2 separate regions of the Mus musculus genome follow, and region 2 is linked to region 1. The links are chromatin contacts, called in public HiChIP or PLAC-seq maps. All regions are on one chromosome and are shown on one strand. Each heading gives the region's core, a stretch centred on a gene start, on an enhancer-like site or on the middle of the called end of the contact. The rest is flanking DNA. Distances are from core to core; before and after follow the strand shown. Region 1 has its middle 70 kb from the start of Gm26314. Region 2 has its middle 31 kb from the start of Gm46687.

Region 1 (5,935 bases), core at 1,223-3,722:
CTTTAAATCATTTGGCGGTGGCTTATAATACCAATGCATTGTAAATGCTGTATACATGGTTGTTAAACACATTGTTTAGGGAATAATGACAAGCAAAATGCCCGTGTGTGTTCAGTACAGATGCTCTGCTTTCTCACCATTTTCCATGGGTGGTTAGTTGGACCCACAGAGGCATAGCTCAGGGACACACAGGGCTGACTATATTTGCCACCGAGCATCTAGCTCCCCAGCACAGGGCCCGTCTTGAGCATGGGGCTGCGTATGACTGGGCTTGTTGGGCACCAATGGCGCTGCCGCGCATGCTTACACAGCTCATGCTGCAAAGGCTGAATCGCCAGCCAGCCTCGCCGGCCACTTGCCGCACCACTTGCTTATTTCTCTCCAGTACGTGTGTCCTCCAGCTCAGCACAGCCACCCTGCTGGCTGGACCCCTACCCAGGGTAACAGGGTCTTGGGAATAGACTCAATTCATGCCTGTACAAAAGTAGGACACCATGTAGACACTATTGATTTTCCTATAAAGGGCGAACTTTCTATTAAAACAATTACATAAATTATTTAACTGAACCCCACATGGTAGTATATAACCAGGAGGGCCAGCCCTTGAAAAAGGACCAGAGAGCGTGTACCTTATGGCATAGGACTTGAGGGTATGGAAGTCACCATTGAACTCAATAAATCTTTTCTTTCTTTTCTGCTCTAGAGCTTTGGGATCACACATGTGCCTTTCTGGTGCTGCAACTGCTTGCATAGCACTTTGGGCATCAGAAAAGCGCTGTATTCAGAATGAGAAGAGTTTTCATCCGATCCTTGCTATCTACTCACACCCCCATCGCTCAGATCTGACAGTCAGCCACAGTTGCCTCTGTCTGGAGGGGCAGTCTCAGGTGCATACTGCCTCCACTCTACATCCCTACCCCACTTGCTTCCTCCTTTCATTAGAAGAGACAGAGAAGAAAGCCCTGTCCGTTTCCAGGATGCTGTTTTCCCATTACTGCTGCTCTGCTCATGAGGATTTCTTTGGAAATAATACGACTGTCCTGAATAGTTTTGGTGGCTTGAATAAGAAAAAAAAAAGTGATGTTTAGCAGGGTCCATTAATTCAGCAGCAGCATATTGGAGACAGAGGCAGGCATATCTCTGTGAGTTCCAGGTCAGTCAGGGCTATTATAAGAAGGCTCTTTTGGGGTGGGTGAGCAGCTGTGGTGGTGGTGACATTTGCATCAAATAACCCATTTTGTTGTTGTTGTTGTTGTTGTTATATAGCTAACACTCTTAGCAGGTTCAAACTTGCTTCAGGTCTTTTGGGGGGGGGTTAGAGGATGCCGTTATCAAACTTCTTATTTTCAGTCACCTTGCCCTGTGCCTTAACCGCCTGGTCGTTTTATCCCTTGGATACTCCCAACTCCTACCTCCAGCAAAGTAGATCTGGGGCTTGTATCTCCTCCTTGGATCTCCTCTAAACATTTAAATGAACATAACATGTAGACAAAAGTGGATTTCACATACCAGGAAAGTTAGACACTAACTCGTTCTGTGGCATGCAGGCTTCCTTTCTTTGGAGACCTTGGTGTGAGAAGAAATGGCATTTACCTCTGCTGGGAGGAGGTACTAGCCTGACTCCACTGACCCCAGGGAGGCTGAACTGGCTCTGCCTTTTGTCTCCAGCAGTGCTGGTAGAGGGCTACCTCGAGGGGTTAATTGCCCAGTTGTAACTCTGGTCGTTAAAATTCAAGAGGTGTGCTCTGTAAGACCCTTGGGGTGGATGTGCTGTCCTGTAACTTTTTATATATGACACCTCCCCCTCGGGTTCTCGCACCACTGTTAGCCTCAGCCAATTAGAGCCTCATGAAGAGGCCAGACCCTATCTCCCAGCCCTGCTTCTGCCTGGAGGCCCTAGGAGTGTCCTTTCTGGTTTGGTGGAACCTCTGCTTTCAGCCACAATATGTTTGCGGGGTTTAGTTAAAAAAAATGCAAACCTGGCTCCTATTCTGACATTCCCAAGGGCAATTTAAATTAAGGTATTCATTTATTTATCTGTTTGCTTGAAGTAGGGTTTTGTTATGTACTTCAGGCTGGCCTAGAACTCCTGATCGTCCTGCCCCAGCCTTCTGGGTGCCAGGATTACAGGGGTGTATTTTCATTCTCAGCTTAAAAAATATATTTGAAAATCTCTCTCTCTTTCTCTCTCTCACAATGCTTGCACACATGCCACACTTGGGTGTAGACAGACAGACAGAGACAGACAGACAGACAGACAGACAGACAGACAGACACACACACAGGATTCCACTCCCCAGAATTTTAGAAACTCGGTTTGGTGGCGCACACCTGTAGCCCCAGCATTGGGAGGTAGGAGGTCAAGGTCATTCTGGGCTCCTGAGTTTGAGGTTAGCCTGAGCTCCATGAGTTCCTCTCTAAAATGACACACGTGTCCTCCCTCTATCTTTCATACTCCTTTCTAAAAGGAGCTCCTTTGAAGTCTGTTTTCTTTGATCCAAGTGGCTGACTTCAGGATGTTTTTCTCTAACTACATATAAAACAAACCTCCCCTTCCCACCACACACACACACACACACACACACACACACACACACACACACAAGCCCAGAAGAGTCTCTCCTTTTGAGCAAGCTTTTTGAAGCTGGACAGCAAATCATCTCCTCATTTGCTCTGTCACTCACGGGCCTCTGGCTCCTTCCTGTTGCCATCTTGTGAGCATTTGGGGACAATAGAGACTAGAAAACTTAATCTGCCAGGGCCCTATAGCGGGTCTCCCATCTGTGGGCAAGTTCTAATTCAACTGGCTCTGTTCCTCCCATCACCCAATCACCTGATCAGAGTCTTAGAGGTGAGCGAAGGGCTTCCGTGCTCGTCGGTAAAGGAATAATGAAGATGTTCAGCCTCGTAGGAGTGGGCAATGGAGGGAAGATCTGAGCGCAGCCTCTAGTTTGGCTTGTTTCTGGTGACTTGCTCACAGCACTAATTTTGGAAGTTGATTGGCTAAATAGCAAATGGACCCCTATCAGCCTTGCTGTAGGCAATACCTCCAATATACAGTTACTGTGGAATGGTGGCATGGTTTTTTGTTTGTTTGTTTGTTTGTTTGTTTTGTTTTTTTGGCTTTGTTTTGTTTTTCAGCAATTTACAAGTAGCCTTGATTAGCTTGGACAGGTGAAAGCCACTGACTTCCTGGGCCTTCGTAGGTGTCCCATGTCCTCTAAAGAGCCATCAGGTTTGATTGTATATGCACACAACTCCCATTACCTCACTTCTTACTTTAATTGCCTTGCCCCATGCCCTGAGCACCTTGCTTTTGTATCCGCTAGATACTCCCAAACATTGACTCTGCAACATTATTGCCTCGTGAATCTTTGTTGTACAACTGAAACATTTCAGTGATTGGTGCTTTCAGTGGTGGACAACATAGATCTTGTTTGGTAACAAGAGGGGTGGTTACTTTACTTATTAGAACAAGTGTGGCATCCAGAGGCCTTCTCTTACTTTGTCTTTCTTCTCACTGCCTCTGACATAAGCTGGTAGGCTCTATTAGGAGTAGCTTTCTGGACCTGGTGTGTTCTAACTTGGAAGGGTCAGTTGTACATGTCGTTTCCAGTTCTATGTTCACTGATAACACACCGGTAGCTTCATGTCAATCACCTTGAGAGTACTCACACAATGGGAATTGATAACTGATATAAGTCAGGCCTTTCCCCTGAGGAGTGTGGGGGATTTTGCAGCTCTGCCACTATATTGGTACTTGGCTCTCACCACCATCAATGTGATTTCCCATAGAGCAGGCACAAGAACATTGAAAAATTACCTTTCCCAGATCCCGCTGTAGGGTTGCACGCATATGCCCCAGTAGTAGGTCTTTACTTCTGACTGCTCAAGATTTGCAGGTTGGACATGAGGTAGGTCATATTTCTGCATCTTTGGTGCCTTCTCTATGCAAGCGAGATGGTCCAGATGGAAATGTCTCTGGAAGTATTAGGACATCTCTGGTCTAGCTTTGTGGGTGGTGAGAACCATCACAGCAGCCAGACTCCACATTCTCAAACTGGATGTCAGCAGTTTTTTGACTCTTACACCACACTTATGGCTGTGCCTCTGAACCTATCAGTCTCAGTAGTAGTAGCTCAACATCACCACTTTTCTGATCGTGGCTGAGTGTAGCTCTCCTACAGGGTCAGCCCTGGAGCTCATTTCTGGAAGGTCTACATATGTCTTTATAGCCTCCAAAAAGATGCTGTTAACATGTAATTCAATGTGTTAAATCTCTTTCTGTTAAAACACCAGTGACAGTTAATATTGGTTGTCAACTTGATGAGGTCTAGAATCACCCAGAAACAAACCTCTGGGCATGTCTAGGAGAGCTATTTAGGCTGGGTTAATGAATTCAGGACGATCCATCCTAAATGTGGGCCTCACCATTTAATGGCTGGGGTTTCTGGACCAAATGAAAAGGGGAGAGAAAGAGAGAGTGAGAGAGAGGAGGGGAGAGAGAGTGTTAGTTGAGCATCAATGCTCATCTCTCTGCTCCCCTACTGCAGACACAATGAGACAAACGACCTCATGCCCCTGCTGCCGTGACTTCACGTCCCTGATGGACTGTACCCCCAGCAAAAGAGGCCAAACAAAACCCTTCTTTCCTTAAGTTGATTTTTGCCAGGCATTTCCTCACAAACAAGACAAGTCACCAAGACAACAACTCTAGTGAACTCTGCCACCCTCTGCTTCTCAGTTCTTCTCTTGCCATCTCTCCCTTGCTAGAATGAGCATTCTGGGGGAACACACACAAACCAACTTCTCTGCTAGTTTATAAACTTCTAGAAAGCAAAGTCCAATGGAACATTCCAGCTTGATACTTGGGTAATATTTTGTGGAAATTAGGCCCTTGCATACACTGAGCAAAACCGTCCACGACCGAGCTCCATCCCTGGCCTTCTCTTCACTTTTTATTTTTGGGATAGGGTCTCTCTAAGTTTCCCAGGCTGGAATTGAGTTTGCAATCTATCTGCTACAGCCTCCTGAGTAGCTAGGATTTAGGGCTTGTGCCATAGGTCTTGGCTCTGTGGTGTTATTGATCTCTGAACTTGTATCCCTATCTACCTCTGCCCTGTCCAGCACTACCTAGCAAAAAAATTTTTGGTCCTGGTCTTAAATTCTAACTCTGCACTCCTTTTATAGTATAGAAATTAGTCTGTAAGAAGTTTTCTCACCTGTAAAACGGGGCTAATGCTAACTGTTTTCAGGGTTATTGAAAAAATAATAAATCTATCATTTGATTTGAACATGAAAAAAGAAAACATTATGCTGGACAGTGATGCACACGCCTTTAATTCCCAGCACCCAAGAAGCAGAGGCAGGCAGATCTCTGTGAGTTTGAGGTCAGCCTGCTCTACAAAGCAAGTTCCAGGACAACCAAGGATGAAGAAAAAAAACAAAACAAAACAAAAAACAAAAAACAAAAAAAGAAACCAAAACAAAAACCAGAAAACCAAAAAAGAGACAAAGCAGACCTCTTCCTCTGGCCACTTGTTAGTCATCCAGCTGGGGCTGGCTGCTAGGGTGGACCATTGGGGTCACAAGGCCTCCGTGACTTGTACCTTGGAGCCTCACTTGCTTTGAGGCCCAAGGCAAGTTAATTCACCTGTTTGAATTTCCATCTCTTCCTCTGAAGGAGGAGTGAAAATAATTAACTAACCCAAACCTTCCTTCAAGTACGGCAGGGGTCGGAGTGTTCATGTGAAGATAGTGTTTTATTTTAGGGATTTACATCTCACTGGCGGGTAAAGGCATCTGAAAGACAGGAATGGTGGATTCTGCTACAACTAGGGTGCCGTTATAAGAGTCCCCCAAGAAAATACAACTCCTAGCATGGAGAAAAGGCTTCATATATGCTGGCTCTTTTTATTATCAGCCATGACACCCA
Region 2 (5,935 bases), core at 2,201-4,700, 340 kb before region 1:
TTCAGGCTCATGTGGAAAGCCAGTCAGAATGGTCAAGAGATCCTTTTTCCTTCCTCCAACCTGAGAACTTGGCAGTGATCAACAGGAGGTGATTAGTAGCCACACACACAAAAAGACACCAGCAGTCAAGGAGTTAACAGAGGCTGAGCTCTTCACCTCCAGGATCCGGGTGGAGGGAATGGGGGCCTAGGGTCACAAAGGCAACCTGATCACAAAGCCTGGAGGAGCCCAGCTAAAAAGGCCCAAGTATTAGAAGGTAACTCTGAAGAACAAAGTCGAGGGTCCATTAAAAGTTAATTCAGCAAATAAACTTCAGTGGCGATAAAACAAATAAGAAAGATGGCAACTCCAACTTAAACTAACCAACAGATAATAGAAAGGAGTGGCTTTGATGTGGCCTAACCATGTGCTTTCCCTTTAAGCAGGTCCCCACAGTGAGCGGCCCAAGACGGGCCTCTGTGGAGCACCCTCTTTGAAAAGACCCCATGTGTACAGGCAGTGCTTTTTGGCGTTTGTCATTTGGGAGCAACTTCACACATCAAAGGCGACCACAGTGTTCTTTTCAGCTCCCTGGTTCCACTCGCCCAGTGAAGCAGATACAATTTCTATAAATTGGCCTTCTCCTCTGGGTTTTGATTGATCATCACCATATGAGATTATTGAAAGTCTAATGTCTTATTTCACTTTCTCCAAGGGGTGAGGAGGGGAACCATTTATTGGAAGTCAGGCCACGTGAAGACTCCCGGGTTGTGCAATAGTAATTTCCATTAGCCTGGATTTATCAACCTCTTGAAACTCCCATGCGTTTCCTGTGGGTGCCTCATTTCACCTCCCTTCCCCCACCAGGCCTGTGCTTCTGTGGCTGTTCACAGGTATAGTCCAGAACCTTCCAATTGGGAAGGAGAAAATGGATATTGACTACACGGAAAGGAACAAAAGATGTATTTCTAAGCATATTTATTCCAATGCTCCAAATTCCTTCTTTGGCCTTTGTTTTCCACTCCAAACTTTTTTGTCCCCCTTTCGCCTGGATGCGATCTTTCATTTATTTAAAGTTGATTATGGCGCCTCTGTCTTGTCCTGCGCCAGACAAAAGCTTAGAGAAAGTCAAAGACCGCGTTAATTATATGTTTCTTGTAAACTGACTTTTCATGTCCCCCTAACACATTTAGCTGGCTTGGTGTTTAGTTTAACACTCAAGTGCTGCAAATATGCTGCTTAAAATGCTGTCTTTATTAAAACAAATAAATGAATTCAAAGACCTTTCTAATTTCAACTCGTGTGGGCTAGAAACAGAAGAGAAAAATGGTAGGAAAGAGTATGGGCTAGGGAAAGGTAGCAGGGAGACTGGAGAGAAAAGGCACACACATGCATGCGCATACACATGCACACACATGTACACACACAAGCAAGCAAGCACTCGCACATGTGCGTGTATGCGCACACACACACACACACACAGGCTGCATTCCTTCTGCCATCCCTCCCTGCAGCCATGTTAAACTGGTCCATACAATTGTCCCTGGCTTAGCCCTGCAGCTTGCCAGCCTGCCAGGATTTTCCATCACTTGGTGCCTAAGGCAATCATTAGCTCAGAATGGACAGCCCTCTACCTGCTAGCCGCCAGTCACTTATCAGCCAGGGGTAGGCTGGCTACATCAAGCATAGGTCCCATTTGTTCAGCCTGAGAGGGGTCCTTGGTATTTGCCCCTGGGTGAGTTGGTACCTAATTAAACTCTACCCAGGGCAGCTTACACTAAATATATGTGGGTTGAGAGGAGGCTGGGAGGAAAAGGCAGTCATTACTTAAGCAGGGAAAGTGACTTTTCTGAGAGCGGGAAGAAAGGGAGCCGTCTGATCACTTTGTTTACCCTAAGCAGAGCTTCAGACACCACATCAATGGCCACAAGGAAATAAGGGGAAATGGGAACTAAGGGGGAAATCCAGAGACCACAGGCCCCTAAACCCAGGCCTTGTCATCATCTGGAAGCAAGAGGGAGGTTTATCTGAGCTCTAGACAACACTGGCTGCAGGGGGTGGGGAGGGGGTGCGGGGGTGGGGGGGAGATCCAAGTGCCCTTTGTGGCTTTGGAGTCATTGCTCATGTGCCACAGGCCTGTGTGTGTACTCAGGAGCTGGGACTGTATAAATGGCCGCGGAGACAGAAAGGAACAGATGTGTCAAAGAATCCAGTGACTGAGTGTGTATGGTAAAGTTACCCTGACGAGGCACGGGAGAACAAGAGAATGATCGATCAGCTGAAGCCTAGGCCTAGGTGGCAGGATCCCGATGATCAGAACTAGGGCTAAAGGACTAGTTTGCGAACAAAGGTGGTGGTTGTGGATCTAGAAAGATCTTGGGGTCTTCTTTAAGCCCTCATGAATTCAGAGGGTGAAAACATTTGATCAACTGGACAAAAAGTAAAACCAAGTACCAAGCACTTCTGGTTGGTACCAAGAGTTAGAGCACTTTTGGTTGGAGAAAGGGTTTCTTTCTGGCTCACTATTTTAACCAGTTAGCATTTATTAAGCACTTGCCTTACGCAAAGCAGTATGCTGGACATCTGGGGCCACAAGTGCTAGACTCCTCAAATGACCCAGCAGGGGCGACTCCTTCCTTTTATGTGCAAAATAACAAAGGACATAAAGGACTGTGGGTGAGCTTCTGAGGACGTGGAGAAGGAAATCAGCCACTCCCTGAGCGTCACTGTTACCCTGCCCCTGCGCCTGCAGCTGGATTCCAGGAGGAAGATGAGGCTACCAGCCTCTTGGGGCCAGGGACCTCTCTGCTTCCAACCTAAACCCGGACCAAGCTCCAGGGCCTTCCAGATTGTTCTGTTTGGATGGTGGCAGGGGTCACATGGGTCCTTTACTTCCCCCTTCCTTGGAAAGCCTGCCTAACTTTATTTCCCCTGGGGGCCAGGCCAGAGAGATTTTGATGCAAATCAAGAAGGCAGCTTTTCAAGTCAGGACTAGCCTGACCGAGAGACTAGCCCCAGACCGAGAGAAAAGGGAAGCTTGCACTGCCCCCCTCCAGCGCTCTCTCTCTCTCCTCTCCTCTCCTCTCCTCTCCTCTCCTCTCCTCTCCTCTCCTCTCCTCTCCTCTTCTCCCCTCCCCTCCCCCCGCCCCCCCCCCGCTCTTTCTGGAACTCGATAAGGGAATACTGCCTCCCTGAACAAAACAAACTTGGAAATCTCCAAGGTTTGGAATTGTGAGGGAGTCCCCCAGCAGAGAATTTGAACTGGCTTAAATACATCCCCCTTCCCTGGGCACACTCCCTCTGTGCCCCCTAGATTCGACTTGCCCCTTGGGGTGTTTCAGTGTGATCACAGGTGCCCTCCTTCGAGCCATCTGGCCTGGGCCCAGCCTTTGCTCTTGGTTTCCCTACGCACTGGCGAAACGCGCTGGAACCTTCAAAGCGCATTCCTAAACACTACCGGGGAACTGTGGGGAAGTGCAAACAAAGAGGCTGGGAGTACTCAGGCAGTTAGCGTACTGAGTCTGTGGGCCAACAGGGCTGGCCCAAGTTCAGTCAGACTCCCTGGCTCTGAGCCAGCTAGAGCTGGCAGTGCGCCCTCTCCAGCCCACTACTCAGACCTCCTTGCCCCCAAATTTGGGCACCCCCCCTCCTCAGCCAGCTTAAGTCTAAGCCAGCCCTCCTGCCCCTCCGCAGTCCTCTGAGAACAGTACTTCCTCATTCTGGTCTGGTGGATAGTTGCAGGCTTCTGCGCGAGCTCTCCGAGAGAGAGTAAATTGTCAAAGAGCAGGAGCCCTTCCCTTCTTTCGAGTGGCCCCGGGACTGAGCATGGCCTGAGTTCCCTGACTGGTAGCTTTGGGATTTGAGTAGTGGTGAACACTTGGTAACTTCGATCCTATGCTGAATAAAAGTCCGATCGTGCTCTGTGTTCCCTTACGCAAGCAGACGTTCCCTAGAAATACAAATAGGAGGTGGGGGGGGATGGGTGTCAAATCACATGCTTCTTCATGGGTCACCGGTGAGCAGAGTCATTCGCCCACTACCTTTAGCTCTGGTCTCTGGTCTGTTTAATACTACTGATGGCTCTTGCAAGGGAGTAGGAGTAACACCTCAGGTTTCCAAGATTCTGCTTCCTTTCACACAAAAGCTGGGAGAAAGTCTTTGTTGGGGGGGGGGCTCTTAGCTCTTAGCCCAACCTGCCTTAGAATTAGATCCTAGCCCAGGCTATTGTTGAACTTAAGTCCTGGGGTTACATGTCACCCTGGCCTGCTCATGTGTATGTTTTGAAACAGGGTCTTGTGCTGCCCAGAGCTCAGTCCTCCTAACTCAGCTTGTTGTGTAGCTGAAACAGCAGGCTACAACTACAGAGGACTTTTTTATTTCTTTCTCTTTTTCCTTATCCCACCGAGTACTGGAGGATTGAACTCAGAGTCTCATATATGCTAGGTAAGTTCCTTAAGCACTGAGCTGTAGCCTTAGTCACTTTTATAGTTTTTTCTTTTGAGACAGGGTCTAGGCTGGCTTTGAACTCAGAATCTCCCTGCCTCAGCCATTTTAGTCAAAGGCGCAGGGCGATACACTCGGTTTATATATAGGTACTACAGATCTAAACTCAGACCCCTGTGTTGTACAACACTGAACCCTTTCTCAACCCCAAGAATTTTTTGGGCAGGGGGAGGTTGGGGGGTCTGGGGTCAGTTTTGAGGCAGAATTTCTCTGTGTAGCCCTGACCGTCCTGGAACTCGATCTGTAGTCCAGGCTGGCCTCGAACTCACAGAGATCTGCCTGCTCATGCCTCCCGTGTGCCGTTACTGCTCGGCCAAGACTGTATTTTTTTAAGCTATAATTCAGTGGTGTGTTTTTATCGATGCTCCACTTACATACAAACACCTTCTGCCCAATCTTCTAAGTGGGGACTTGGGGGCTGGTGTCCTATGTTTTCCTTCCCCAAGATTCTGCCTAGATAACTAGATCATATTAATTGAAAATGGTAGGGGGTAACACCTGCACGTGACCAAAAAAATGTCATTGTTTTCAGATAGGGTCTCATGGTGCTGAGGTTGGCTTTAGACTCCTGATCCTTCTGCCTCTACCCACTGAATGCTGGGATTACAGATGGGTGCCAGGGTAGCATATGGCAAAAAATTCTAAGGCTATCAAAGTGTGTTGAGGGAAGACCGTGACTCTCTCATCCATCTCTGCTTCTCTGCAGGATCACTGCTCCCAGCTTCCTGCGCACAATTGTCAGCATAGGTACAAAGAAAAAGGAAAAAAAATAAAAATTCTGTCCAAAAAAGAGAGGGTTGGAAAACTAGTTTTACCTTGAAGAAGCCAAAGCCCAAAGAAAAATCAAAAGACCCAGTGGTCTTAATGAACATCTATATCAGAAGGCAGGCTTTCAAAAGCACAACATTTATTTAACATTCCTATTGCAAGGGATTCAGCAGCCTTTCAGAGGTCTGAATCAATTTAACTTCATCTTAAACTGTTACAGAGTAATACATTCCCCACTTAGATTGTAGTGATTTCTTATTCCCTCCATCCACCCTTCTAGAGCCCAGTGTGGTCGGTAGCTCATGCCTACAACACCAGCATTCTCTAAGCTGAGGCAGGAGGATCACTTCAGCCTGAGACCTTGTCTCAACACCTCCACCACTACCACTCAAAAGCATAGGCATAGTGATACATACTTACAACCCAGGACTTGGAGCTAGAGTCCTGAGAATCAGCGGCTCAAGGTCGTACTCGCTATCTAGTAAGCTTCTTGGTCAGCCTGTGTTTCGATATAAGGTCCGGTCTAAAACCGAACAACAAAACAAAACAAAACAAAACAAAACGCCGAAGGAAAAAGGGTAGGTGTGGGGTGCTGCAGCATGAGACTGCTCAGTAAGGAAAGGCACTCGCTGCCAAGCAGGACAGCCTGAGTTTTAGCCTCAGAACCCAGGTGGTGGCAGTTGTC

Evidence for each region. HiChIP or PLAC-seq counts read pairs in DNA pulled down with a chosen protein or histone mark.
Region 2: a contact with region 1 is called in an H3K4me3 HiChIP or PLAC-seq map of pro-B cells, with 3 times the contacts expected there. The contact joins two enhancer-like sites. A contact is called at or near these places in 5 of 484 Hi-C or Micro-C datasets (the AML12 cell line, embryonic stem cells, muscle stem cells and 1 more) and 10 of 115 datasets of contacts at active chromatin or transcription factors (the 230-238 cell line, acute myeloid leukemia, differentiating embryonic stem cells and 6 more).

What each region holds. Positions count from the first base shown.
Region 1 is chrX:11,777,143-11,783,077 of GRCm38.p6, reverse strand. No RefSeq gene overlaps it. Among named protein-coding and RNA genes, the nearest start is that of Gm26314, 70 kb to the left of the region's middle. Within about 2 kb of position 2,472, at least 6 of the 459 cell types and tissues checked have an H3K27ac peak or open chromatin away from gene starts, as enhancers often do. A contact at or near this core is called in pro-B cells, where this site is marked.
Region 2 is chrX:12,120,771-12,126,705 of GRCm38.p6, reverse strand. It overlaps a transcript of Bcor not described here. Among named protein-coding and RNA genes, the nearest start is that of Gm46687, 31 kb to the right of the region's middle. Within about 2 kb of position 3,450, at least 142 of the 459 cell types and tissues checked have an H3K27ac peak or open chromatin away from gene starts, as enhancers often do. A contact at or near this core is called in pro-B cells, where this site is marked.